Linked DNA regions of Mus musculus: region 1 is linked to region 2. A link is a contact called in public promoter capture Hi-C data. All regions are on one chromosome and are shown on one strand. Each heading gives the region's core, a stretch centred on a gene start, on an enhancer-like site or on the middle of the called end of the contact. The rest is flanking DNA. Distances are from core to core; before and after follow the strand shown. Region 1 holds the start of Frrs1 (ferric-chelate reductase 1). Region 2 overlaps Cdc14a (CDC14 cell division cycle 14A).

Region 1 (6,630 bases), core at 1,516-4,015, 520 kb before region 2:
CCGGTGTCATGTGCTGTTTTTAAACCCACTGAGTCCACTTAGAGCTGCCTATAAGGGCATGGGTATAGGACCATCTACAGAAGCCTGAGTAGATATAAAGGGACCACATTCCTGAAGAAATGGGATGGGACTCCATAAATCCTTCCCGAGCCATGCTAGGATTTAGGCTAGCTCCATCTTAAATACTATTATTCTGTTAAATGGATATAGTACTAAACTGCCTCTGAAGTTCTTACCTTTTTACCCATAAAATAGTGCATCTCTCAGTCCTTATCAAAGAAGCTTCTATTTGCAGTAGGTGGTGATTAATAAGGACCCACAACTGCCTAGTCTACAGAGAGTAAAAGATGGTGGCATTCTCAGCACTAAATGGGACATCTATATCATAACCCCTTTCCCCCAAGATCTGGAATATAACAAAGACTGTAAGAGCCACAGGTAGTGGACAGTCCTCGTGAAAATAGTATCTGCCAGACATAACAGAGCTACTGCACACATAAGCTCACAGGGTTTGTGACTGCATGCACGGGACAAACATTTGTTTTTAAACAAATTAGCTGTGAATATCTGGAGATCAGAAAAACTCATAAGAAATCTGTACCTCTGACTTCTTCTAAATAATCCAGCCATCAGGTAACACTAAGCCTATATTCCCACATGGCCAGTGCTGAAGAGGTGCCCTCCTGGGCCAGGCAGAGGGCCTCTGCTCCTCTAAAAGGGCCACACACATTATGTGTCCAGGCTCTATAAAGGAGATTCTCTGTCTCGCCCTACATTCAGGACCCACCCAGCATTTATGATAACTCTATTCCTTACTAAATTCTTCACAGGTTTGACAATTTATAATTTAGAAAAAAAAAATACTACAAGTATACATTATAAAATTATATAACGATTGAGACATACATTAAGTTGATGGCACACCTTTAGTCCTGTCACTTGGGAGGCAGAAACAGATGGGTCTCTGCAAGCTCAGGACACCCAGGGCTACATAGCAACACCTCTCAATAAATTAATCAAAGAAAGAAAGAAAGAAAGAAAGAAAGAAAGAAAGAAAGAAAGAAAGAAAGAAAGAGAGAGAAAGAGAAGGAGGGAGGGGAGGAGGGGAGGGGAAGAAGAAAGAGAGAGGGAAAGAAAGAAAGAAAGAAAGAAAGAAAGAAAGAAAGAAAGAAAGAAGAAAAGAAAAAAAGAAGTGCATTAAATTGCTCACACAAGAATTAGATTTGGCTCCTCTTTTCAAGCACTGTCATGTTTCCCTTTTTTTACTTTTGTTTTAAAACACCTACAATTTGCAATGTCCGTGTAAATGTCCTCAACCACTATCCTCTATGACCACGACATTAAACTGTACGGTATTTCTGTGTTTGAATTGGTCCTCTGTTTTTAAATTGCACTTGCCTCGGCATGCCGTAGAGGTCAGAGGACAGCTAGCAGAAGTCAGTTCTCTCCTTCCATCATGTACAACCTAAGGGTTGCACTCTGGTCATCAGGTTCTCTGAACATCTCCCCTACCTTGATCCATTTACCCATTATCACCTGTCAGGGACCACTGTTGTGACCCAGAGCAAATTATTTATTCTCACTCTCACTTAGGCTTCTTATTTTTGGAGGCAGTACCAGTTTAAAAAAAAAAAAAAAAAAAAAAAAAAAAACTACTTTGTAAGAATTAAATAAAACACCTAACCAGGCACACACTATTAATCATAGTAGTCAGAAGGCAGAGGCAAGCAGATCTCTGTAAGTTTGAGACCAACCTGTTCTATAGAGAAAGTTCCAGGACAGCTAAGGCTACTTAATGAGATCCTAAGCCAGGGCTCCGGATAAAATAGCCTTCTTTCCTTGGAATCTTGCCTAGTTGTACCAACCTGAAGTAAGTGTTCTTTTCTTAGAAATGTACTATTAGCTAATAGAAACTTGTATCACATTTTCCTCCACCATTGCAGACTTACATACCTGTAGCTGAACTGAAAGTTTAAAGTTTAGCTATGTTAGGAGAAATTCCAGAAAGCACATTTGTTAGTTGAAATTTTCCCTTTGACCTTAGACATTATGGAAAGAAAAAAGGAAAGGAAAGAAAAGCGAGGGAGAGGGAGAGGGAGAGGGAGAGGGAGAGGGAGAGGGAGAGGGAGAGAAGAGAAGAGAAGAGAAGAGAAGAGCGAGACGAGACGAGACGAGAAGAGGAGGAAGAGAAGAGAAAAGAGAAGAGAAGAGAAGAGAAGAGAAGAGAAGAGAAGAGAAGAGAAGAGAAGAGAAGAGAAGAGAAAAAAAGGAAAGGAAAGAAAAGAAAGGAGAAGAGAAGAGGCTGCTGGACATGCACAGACATAAGAACACACACACACACACACACACACACACACACACACACACACGAGTAACTCGCACATGGGCAAACTATGACATTAGGTTTCAATGCAAAAGTCAAGTTTCCGTTGTTCAATTTTTCTTATGGAGCACAAATTAAAGTCAATACTTTTCGGGCCCTCATGCTCGTCTGTCCTTACAACTACCCCATTTTGGGGATTAGGGCTCTTTAGTCAAAGTCACGAGGCATATTGGGAAACTAAATCGCTAGACAGATCAAGACAACCCTGCCGGCGAGCGCAGCCCTCCTCCAGCCTCCTGACTGCCAGACCACGCAAGGTGCCTGCTCTCGCCGCCGTCGCCCAGCTAGCTCTGATTTTTATAAGCTTTACCAAGAGTCTTGACACAGAAAACTAAACAGAACGGGCTCTTACCTTGAGCAGCAGAGGCAGCCTGAGCAACTTCCGGCTTGGCTCCGGCGGGTACCGCGGAGCTGCAACTAGGCGGAGCCAGCTTACTGGGAAACCGGCAGGGAAGGCTGGCGACCCAAGCTGCCCTACCTGGTTTCCGAGCCCGGGATGGGCTTTAGGACTGCACATGTGAAACTAGAAGGGTTCTGTTTCTAAAAAATAAAAACGCTCTGCGTGTTTTTAACTCACTAGCTACTGTTGCACTGAGCAAATTACACTTTCCTTGGTTTTCTCTACCAGCCTATTTGAATGCATACCTGTTGCCTGTGACTCAAAGACAAAGGCACCTGCTCCTCCTGCCTGAGCGAGGTAGCCATATTCAGCAAATAAGTAGGATACCCAGTTCCACTGCAATTTCAGTTAGCAGTGTGAGTACTGAAGTACGCAGTACCACAGGCATGCTGATGGCTTGGTTTGGTTTGCTTTTTAATGACTGGCTAAATATAGAATTGAAGTTCACCGTGAGAATTTACAGGACCACCTCCGCCCCCTTTGTTTTTGTTTTGAGACCGGGTTTCTCTGTGCAGCAGCCTTAGCTGTGCCTCTGCCGCCTTCTGGGTTAAATGGGTGGACCACCACTCCCAGCTTTAGTCCTTCTCCCCACCCCACCCTTTTTTTTTTTTTTTTTTTTTTTTTCTTAAATCTAGCAGCACTCCACATACTATTTAGTTACCTACAAAATTTTGTAAAGAAATCGTAGCGCACAGTTTTGTTTTGTTTTGTTTTTGGTGGGGGGGGTGTGAGACACTGTTTCTCTGTGTAGCCTTGGCTGTTCTAGAACTAGCTGTGTAGACCAGTCGGGTCTCAAACTCACAGGGATCCTCCTGCCTCTGCCTCCACATTGCCAGGATTAAAGGTCTGCACTACCACCACCCAAAGTGCACAAATTATAAAAGTTGAAAGGACTCTTTCGAGATTTCTTTTTGTAAAGTACAACTTGAAATGCGTGTGGCTGTGGCTTCCCATTGTCTCTTTTTAGTCTGTGCCTTGCATTATTTTGCAAAAGAACATGTTCAGTGCTAGGGAAAAAAATCTATATCTGAAAAATGTTAACCACGTCGTCCTAACTTGGGAGGACGTGTGGGTTGGGGGAAGGATCGTGAGGCAGGCTTTGACCTGTGGTTACCCATTGCGCAACACCAGTAAATTCTTTAGATCCATTTGAAAAGAAGAGATAGGAAAGAACACCCACCTCTGAACGGCCTAGGAAGAACTGTTAACATTTAACAAACGCCCCACCCTCAACCCCACCCGCCCCACCCCCGCAGCAGCCACCGCCCCAGAAAATTAAAAGGGGGGCTTTAAGTAATGAGAGCCCAAATCTTGTTTCCAACCTAAAGCAGCTTGGGGCATTAAAACTTTTCAACTAAGTCAACTGATTTTTTCAGCTCAAAACCACAGACTTGGGGTTCAACTAGGACCCCTATAAGCCATGGTTGGCCACCTATCCTCCATAATCCAATTTTAAAAGCCTAACTAAAAAAAGAAAAATAAAAGGAGAGATTTATTTCATGTGGTTGACTACCATGAGGAAGGAAGAAAAATGAAGTCTGGACACACACATACTACACACACGCACACACATACACTACACACACACACACACACACACACACACACACACGTGTCTGTCTTCTCAGTTTAAGGTTATTGTTCAAATAGAAGAAAATACACATAAACATAACTAAGCAAGCAGTCAGCTAGGGTGTGGTGTGACACACCACTGTCTCAGCTCCAGGTATCTCTTGCAAGGTCATCTGAAAAGTTCTGACAAATTCCTCCTCTGGAGGTCCCCAGAGCTTACAGCCGTTTCAGCTCCTTGCAGGATATTCCTGGAGAGAATTTCAATATCATGATCGCCGAAAAAAGAGGTATTAATATCTCCTTAGAATATATTCATTCATCCCAGCCTGAGAGACAGTTACTCCAAGATAGTGGTTTCGCTTTCTTTGACTGTAATTAGACTCTGCCTTGCTGACTTTGCCCACCAACAGTAAGCTAAAAAGTCTATGAAAGGAATAATACTTTGCATAACTTACCTCAGAGCACTCTTAGGAAGCTGTTGGGTGAAAGTGAGGCTAACCCTTTCAGAAGACACCCTTGCCAGACCTATCACTTCCTCCAAGTCCACAGCTTTATCCCTTCCTATCACCCACTGGCAGGCTCATCTCTACACCCTGTTATCAGTTGCCACAAAAGAGGCCAAGTTCATTTAAAACGCCCATTGGAGCCTGAAATCTAAGATGCTGGAGGCTACTCAATTGAAGCCACTCACAACCCTCTAAATCAACACTTCCTAATCCACCTTCAGGACCCTTCACAACACTTGACTTGTCTTGAGTCCCTTCCTTTGGCTATCAGACTACGGAGAGAGAGGAATCCAAGAAATTAGAGTTCTCCCAGGAAACTCCTCCACGGAGAAGAAAAGGCTGGAGAGGTAGGGACAGCCAGAGGAGGAACTTGTCCCCAGGAGAGATTTACAACTTGTCCTGACCTTGCAAGACAGGGTGGAAACCCGACTGTGACAAACAGGACCACGCCTTGGCTGAGCTACTTAGTTATGCATGTGTGTACATGCATAAGAAATATCAAATATTACCGGGCAGTGGTGGCGCTCGCCTTTAATCCCAGCACTTGGGAGGCAGAGGCAGGCAGATTTCTGAGTTCAAGACCAGCTTGGTCTACAGAGTGAGCTCCAGGAGAGCCAAGGCTAAACAGAGAAATCCTGTTTCGAAAAAAAATATATATATATATATATATATATATATATATATACATATATATAATATCTTTTTTAATCAAATACTATAAAATTTTGTTTAGGACAATGATAGAATCTTTTTATTTCTCCCACTTTGTAAGAGTTTTATGCGAATATTTTAATCCCCCTCAGCCAGGAAAATCTTGGCTTGCACAACTGTCCCCTGATCTGTGTAGCCCCTAGGAGAAGTGACCTTTTCCTCTTTGGAACAGTGAACCCCCTTCCCCTTTTGCCTTCATTTCCTGTGTGCCATTTTTTTTTTCCAGACTAGTCAACTGAATGAGATTGTGAGGTCAGGCCCCAGCCAATGAGGAAAATACACAGCCACCAGAAGATTTGGAATAAAAACCAAATGTACTTTTTGTCTAAGTATGTTCCTTCTTAAGATCAAACACACTCTAAGACATTTCGGTTGGAACGGTGGTCTGTTTCTTTGCAACCCTGAATTATTTATAAATTCGTCATGCCAGGACCCTGAAGATGCCGTTGGAGAACTCGCTGGATTTCATTTCTCCTTTTCTCAAAGTTGCCACATAGGGAATCTTTCTGCTCTTCACTATTAATTTGGCTCTTTTAATTGGCATATTGAGGATAAGTAGGCAAATCTGGCCTTGGGGGAGGCAGAACCTGTGACCCTAAATCTGGTAACAACCTCCGAGAGACAACTGCTCATTGGGCAACATCTGTCAGTATTTTTGTATAGGAAGTGGAAACAGGCCAGCAAACTGGCTTGGTTGGTAAAAGGTAGCTGCCACCTAACCTGCTGACCTGAGTTTAATGTAATTCAAGAACTTGGCTTGTAATACAGAGACAGAGAGAGAAAGAGACAGAGAGGGAGACCCACCAGGCAAGAATAAGATCCCTACCACAATTTAGAGTCAGATATAAAGTAAGTTTTAATTAAATACTGACCAGGAAGACACTGGTCAAGCCCCTACCAGATCATGGCTACAAAGCTACACTGGCCAGGAGCTTAAAAAGGCAATGTGCTTCCCACCTTTACCCAATGTGGACGAGTATGTCTTGACGTACTTCCTGCCTACATTCCTCCCTCCTTCGCGTGATCAAACACTTCCGTCGCAGTTGGATTAACCACAC
Region 2 (6,576 bases), core at 447-2,946:
GCCCTGATTCTACATCCTCGTCAGCATGAGCTGTCATTTGTTTTATTGATCTTACTCATAGACACTTCTTTGCTAAACTACACTTACTATATAGCATGGCTTAAGAATGCTAGGTACTTGGAAAGCCGAGGCAGGAGGATTGCCATGAATTCAAGGCTAGCTTGAGCTACAGAGACCCTGTCTCAAATAAAAACCAACCAACCAACCAACTAACCAACTGACCAACCAATCATCCAACCGACCAACCACACAAGCTTAATATCTGTGATATTAGTTTCTCCCACACTTTTTTGTTTGTGTGCAATGTGCCTGCATTCATTGTTTTGTATGTGTGGGGCACACATGTGTCTGTATGTATGGCGTGGATGTACACACATGTGCGTGTGGAGGCCTAAGGTTAATAAATTGTCTATCATCCGTCTACCTATTCATTAAGGAAGAGTGGGTCTCAGTCATATTCAGAGTTTATCAATATGGCCGGGCTTATTAGCCAGCCTGTTCTCGGAATTCCTTTGGAAGCTAGATTTACAAGCAGGCTGCCACACTCACCAGATTATGTGGCTTTCTGGGAATCTGATGCTGGTTCTTGTACTTGCATGGCGGGTACTCTAACTGCTGAGTCAGTCCCTTAAAGGAGGTTATGTGACCAGAATGCTACTTATAATGCTACAGAGGATGGGTCAGCAGGGTGTAACCACTTGCTTCTAGTCTAACGATTTCTTAAAGGTTTTGTCTGCTTTCACCTCCCATTCAGGAATCTAAAGAATGCCATGTATAAGCCAGGCGGTGGTGGCCCACGCCTTTAATCCCAGCACATGGGAGGCAGAGGCAGGCAGATTTCTGAGTTTGAGGCCAGACTGGTCTACAAAGTGAGTTCCAGGACAGCCAGGGCTATACAGAGAAACCCTGTCTCAAAAAAACAAAAAACAAAAAAACCAAAACCAAAAAAACAACAAAAAAAGAATGCCATGTATAATTAGTCATATGGATATTTTAAATATTCCACTAGGGACATTCAGAAATGATAGAAAGAAATGGTGAAGGTATTTTAAAAGATGTATTTCAATTAATTCATTATATCCCACATATTTCAACATATAGTTAAGACAGGGATTATTAATGGAGTAGTTTAGTTTACATTTAAAAAAAAAATCATGCCTTCAAAGTCCAGTGTGGCGTTTACACTCCAGCATACCTGAGTCTGGTCTGTTCATCCTGTAAGACACAGGAGCCATGGGTGGCCAGGGTAATGATTCCACAAAATAACAGGCTTGCCATGTACGGTCATGGTCCCCCAGAATGGCATGAAGCCTAAGTCAGTGCTCTATCCGCTCTGACTGCTCATGTGGGAGTACTTTCAAGATTGTCCAATTTAGGAGGTTTAGAGAAGGATGCCTCCGGAATTTGGATATTTCCATGTGACCAGCACATGGATTATTGACTTTAGGACTGAGAAATAGCATCAGACACAGGTCTTGAAAAACAAAAACAAAAACAAAAAAAACCCAAAAACCCAAAAACAAAACAAAACAAAACAAAACCAAAACACCTTCTAGAATATGGTTTCTCCAGTTCCCAAGTCAACCCGTCTGTCCTGTTGCTTAGACACACATTGCTCAGTCAGGATTCTACCAGTAATACTAGGCATATCCAGATCCAACCAACCAACCAATCCGCTCACCCACCCTAACAACTAACCAAAGTCACACGATCTGAAAGCGCCCCGTAGCAATCAGTGTCGAAACGTCTGTACTTTCCGACAGGGCTTGTAAGGTATTCCCAAAGAACCCGAGAACCAATACTACAACCACTCCTTTTGGAATCTAGCCAGGGATCAGTTCAGGAAAATAATATCGACCTTTTATCCTAGGGAGATATGTGAAAACAAGAGCCCTAGTGTTCAATTTACACCGTGATGGTATGTGCCTGTGTATATATGGGCAGCACGCCCTCTAGTGGTGAAGTGACTGCAAGACATCCTGCTTTGACGACCTTGGTGACGCTAGGTCCTCAATTTATAGCTCCCTCTGCTTTCCGCGAAGCGCGTTATTGCTTTATTTTGATGACTGGTCCATGAGCTGGTGACCTCACAGGAAAATGCAGAGCAGGGTCACCCACTAGCAGTACCTTGTTCTTGCTTGTGGCTGGGATTGATGGAGACGAAATGCAGAGAAAGGAGCTTGAGGGGTGATCTTTTGGGGGTCGGGAGGAGCGCTCATCTCTGTGGGTCACATTTATTACCTCGCTTAGTTTTTCAATTTCAAAAAGCTTCCTTAAGTAGCCTCCTGGGGATTCAGTAGAGTTCAAAGATCAACTTTAGAATGTAGCAACTACTTAGAAGGCTTCCTTTTAGCTACATGATGTCTGTCACCCCCCCCCCCCCCAGCTCCCAATAAGTAATAAGTCTAACCACTTTTGAGCGAATGCTGTCTGAGAAATAGCGCTGTCAGCAGGAGGGTATTTTTTTCAGATTGTCAATCTATTGTTGACTTGATTTTGTTTTCTCAAATGCTGGCTATCTGGGACACATCTTTGACCTTGGCAGGTGAGAGCCACACCCAGCTACATCTACCTGACCTCAGAGGAGAGGAGCTGCTGCTTTCGCAGGTGCAGGGGCACCGCACAGGGCTTCTTGTTTTTTACCTTGGTACTCAGAGAACAGGATCGTATTTGCTCAACACCTAGTAAACACAGTTCACACCCATCCATCGGCAGCTGGGGCCTCTGCTCGCCTCAGTTCCTGCCCAGGCAGCTCCATTCCGATCGCTCTGACTGGGAAACTTTGCTTTAAAAAAAAAAAAAATAATAATAATATAACGCTGGGACCAGGGAGATGGCTCAATCAGAAAAATGTTTGCCAAAGCAAGCATGAAGACCAGATTGTAGATTCCTTCAGCCTGTGCAAAAAAAGCTGTCATGGTGGCGAGCTGTCTGTAATCCTAGCACTTGGTGTGGAGGTGGGGGAGAGGGTTGGGATAGAGGCTTGGGCTGTTTGTGTGGTTCCCTGAGTCATTCTCAGCCCCATGTGGCTCACGCTGTGTTGCATTAGACACATCTGTGTCTTCCGTGTCCTCTCTGTGCTTGTGCGCAGAAACTGTCTTGCCTGCCCTTGCATGAATAAAGTAAGCCACTAGCAGAGTCTACTCAGCACAAGGAGTTAATCGGTGTGTAAGACGTGAAATATCTCACGGGTGAGCAGATGAGCATCAAATGCCGAGTGGTCTATTTTCAGTGGAAATTGACCAAAACTGTTTTTTTTTTTTTTTTTTAAATTTTGAGATTATAATTTAATTACAACATTTCTCATTTGCTTTCCCTCCCTTCCATATATCCCTCCTCATTCTCCTTCCAATTCATGGTCTCTTTAGTCATTGATCATTATTGGATGCATCTGTGTATATATATATCTGTGTGTATATATATATATATATATATATGTATGTATATGTGTGTGTATACACACACACACATTTCTAAATATAGTCTGCACAGTCCATATCATGCTACCTGTACGTATGTTCCCATACTGACCATTTTGCATTGGTGTGAAGAAGAGCCTCCCCTGGAGAAGAACACTTCTCCCATTCCAAGATTCTGTCGGTTGCCTCTAGTTCTCTGTGTAGACTTGAAGCCTCCTGGTGAATCCGTCCAGTTCGCTGTGCTCATTGACATTATACTTGTTCAGCTCATGCTTGGGCAGTCACGTTAGTGAGACCTTTCTGGTGGAGTTTCTGATATTGTTAGGAGACTTGATTTCACAGCTAACTCCCTAGGCTGAGACTTTTAATTAAAAACACGTTCTGATTTTGTAGTAACTCTCTGGGAACATATCCACGATGGGTTAGAATACTTTTTTAGAATATTTGTTTTTAAGAATACTTTCATTATCGGCTCATCCCTGCTGCAAGAATTTATAACTTAGGGAGAAAAAAATCAGTTTTTTGTGCAGCACAGATCACTGGTTGGTGGGTTTAAGATCAGGATTCGTATGTAATGCCAACTTGGTTTATGGTGTGACTTGAGACTGTCTCACCTGACCACGTCCTTCATTATATCAGGAAACTGTCCTACTAACCAGTGGATGTTGACTCTTAGGTTTAGCACGTTCTGTGAGGACGTTTTGTTATGTCCTCCATCTCTGGCCTGCAGCAGGAGTCTGTGTGTGGTAGGGCAAGGCTGTGCTGGGGAGTGGCTCTGTAGAGCAGTCTGCAGTGGAGTCTGGATGCAGCTTAGCCTGTGATCCTCTCTTGTTCATACTCTGTGGGCAGGACCGTGTCCTCCCACCCCAGCACCAGGGTCAAGGAGGCCTCAGTGCAGATGTGTGGGCAAGTCCTCAACCAGCTGGAGCAATTACAGAGGTGTGCCTCCCACGGGGACTGACTATGGGAACTATTTGAAGCACGCTTCTGGAGTCGTCTTGTATTTATTTCACCACTGAAAGGCCGCAAGTTTAAGGTAGCCAAATTCCTTCCTGGCCACTGCAGCTGCTACTGGAGAGGGACCCGGAACTTCCTCATGTGCTAAGAAATCATTGCTGTATACAGATGGCGTCGACTAAGTCTGTAAGACTTGAAAGGTTTTCCTCTCCCAAACAATTATGGTTTTTCCCCCTTCCTCTTTAATTTCTGTTTGGTTTATTTCTTTCCCTGTCCTGCTTTCTTTCTCTGTGTCTTTGGGCATTTTGGTTTTTGCTATCCTGATATTGGGTCTCAATGTAGTCCCAGTGGCCTGGAACTCATAGCAGACCTCTTGTCTCAGCTTTCCAAGTGCTGGGATGATAGATAGCATCATCATCTTTTTCTTCTTCTTCTTCTTCTTCTTCTTCTTCTTCTTCTTCTTCTTCTTCTTCTTCTTCTTCTTCTTCTTCTTCTTCTTCTTCTTCTTCTTCATCTTCTCCTCCTCCTCCTCCTCCTCCTCCTCCTCCTCCTCCTCCTTCCACCTCCCTTCCTCCCTCCCTCCCTCCCTCCCTCCCTCCTCCTCTTCCTTCAACTTCTAAACTATTTGAGGTGTGGTCTCTGTAACTATTACAGTTTGATGCTCCTGTCAACATAGGAGTGTCCCAAACCAAACAGGCCCGGTTCGGTCCTGTGGCCTGCCTCTGATTGTGAAGTCAGTCATTTTCCTTCCTCATTATGTAATGTGATGGCTCTTGCAATCTCTGGTCATCTTTCTCAACCTTTCTCATAAGCCCCTTTTCTTCCCTTTGTCCTCCCTGGAACTCTGATGTTCTAGGACCTCATGATTTCTGTGAACGCGCTTTCTGTGGTTCAAGTACACTGACTTTTAAGTGACAATAACAACGTGTGTACTGCTGTCCCCAGGCCTTATGTCTTGAGGATTAAAATGACATGAGCAAGCATACTGGATTTTCACATCCTATGGCTAAGTCGGCTGTGAGATAGTGGACTCAGTAAGGTTGAGTGGGTTCAGAAACCCCGGCACCTCATACATGAGGATGCGAGGCATTTCCTCTACCCCCAACCTGATTCCTGGCCTGGAACACATGACCACAGCACCCCCCACATAAAGTAAGAGACACATAGCACAGAACAGAGTTCTCCACGCTAATGAGGAATCTAGATGGGCCCTGAGGGTTTAGCCAAAAGCATCCCTTCCCGGACATTCCTTCCTGCGAAAGGTATTTAATCTCTGGTCCACCCCGAGGAAGTGGTATGCACCTATTCTGCACGATAAACAATCAATAAACAGTTTGTAACCAGGGACTCTCTCTCTCATCAAGTCCCTCCGTAGGGGGAAACCTTTGCCGTCCAGACCCTCTGCCTAAGTCTCCTGCAGAAGGCCCCTCAGTGCTCCCAGACACTTGCCGCTTAGCTAAACTGGAGTCCCGCTCTCCTCCGCCTGGGCTCGTCATCCTCAGCACTCCGGCCCCCTCTGTTCCTGATCTGATGTCAGGGAGTTAGGGAACCCCAGCTTTGGCCTCAGCCTGTGTTATTTCTCACCCAGACTGGGGTCCCCATCTTAGGTTGCGTTCATCGGTGCTTCCTGCAAGCTCGCGGCGTAGGATAAAATGCAGCCTAGTTAGCATCCTGCATTTCGTCTGCTCATCAGAGTTCCCACACCCCAGCATCGAGACGGAACGCAGAGCCACAGTCTGCAGGTGCTCACTGGCCTAGACTGTTGAAACAATCTCTCAAATAACCCCGCCTTATCTTTCTCCCATGCCCACGGTCTGTCTTCCATACTGCCTTCTACTAACGTGCCTCTCACTTCCAGTTGTTACTAGTTGAGGGGACGCAGTCATCCCACATCGCGCACCCCCTTTCTTCCACCACACTCTCATTCAAAAGTAGAACCAAAGCCAGTCTGGAGCTTGATGGTGATCTGGCACCAAAGCATGGAAACTTGATTTTAACCCAACAGCTCAAATATTGACTATGCTTTCAGCTCATAAAGGGTCCAGCTTCATGGCATTATTTGTGTTTATGGAATAAAGCTGTCCTGTCAGTGTGAATTTATTGATTCAGAGGTTAAGGAAAATGCCAAAACATCTTTAAAATGAATTTTTGAAAAGACATTGAAGTTTTTGTCTTAGTTTTTGAAGCATTCTTTCTGCCG

What was found. Promoter capture Hi-C pulls out the DNA fragments that hold promoters and counts their contacts.
Region 1: a promoter capture Hi-C map of embryonic stem cells shows a contact between it and region 2, with 2.7 times the contacts expected there. The contact joins the promoter of Frrs1 here to the enhancer-like site in region 2. A contact is called at or near these places in 2 of 39 promoter capture datasets (both in embryonic stem cells), 1 of 15 datasets of contacts at CTCF or cohesin (large pre-B cells), 11 of 484 Hi-C or Micro-C datasets (B cells, the MNK3 cell line, Th17 cells and 8 more), 5 of 115 datasets of contacts at active chromatin or transcription factors (bone marrow-derived macrophages, embryonic stem cells and fetal liver) and 1 of 9 other capture datasets (liver).

The regions. Positions count from the first base shown.
Region 1 is chr3:116,857,815-116,864,444 of GRCm38.p6, reverse strand. It overlaps Frrs1 (ferric-chelate reductase 1), which reads right to left and starts at 2,765. Exons shown (of 17, transcript NM_009146.3): 1 at 2,736-2,765.
Region 2 is chr3:116,336,576-116,343,151 of GRCm38.p6, reverse strand. All of the region lies in intron 7 of Cdc14a (CDC14 cell division cycle 14A), which reads left to right. Among named protein-coding and RNA genes, the nearest start is that of Gm46839, 82 kb to the right of the region's middle. Within about 2 kb of position 1,696, at least 36 of the 459 cell types and tissues checked have an H3K27ac peak or open chromatin away from gene starts, as enhancers often do. A contact at or near this core is called in differentiating embryonic stem cells and embryonic stem cells, where this site is marked.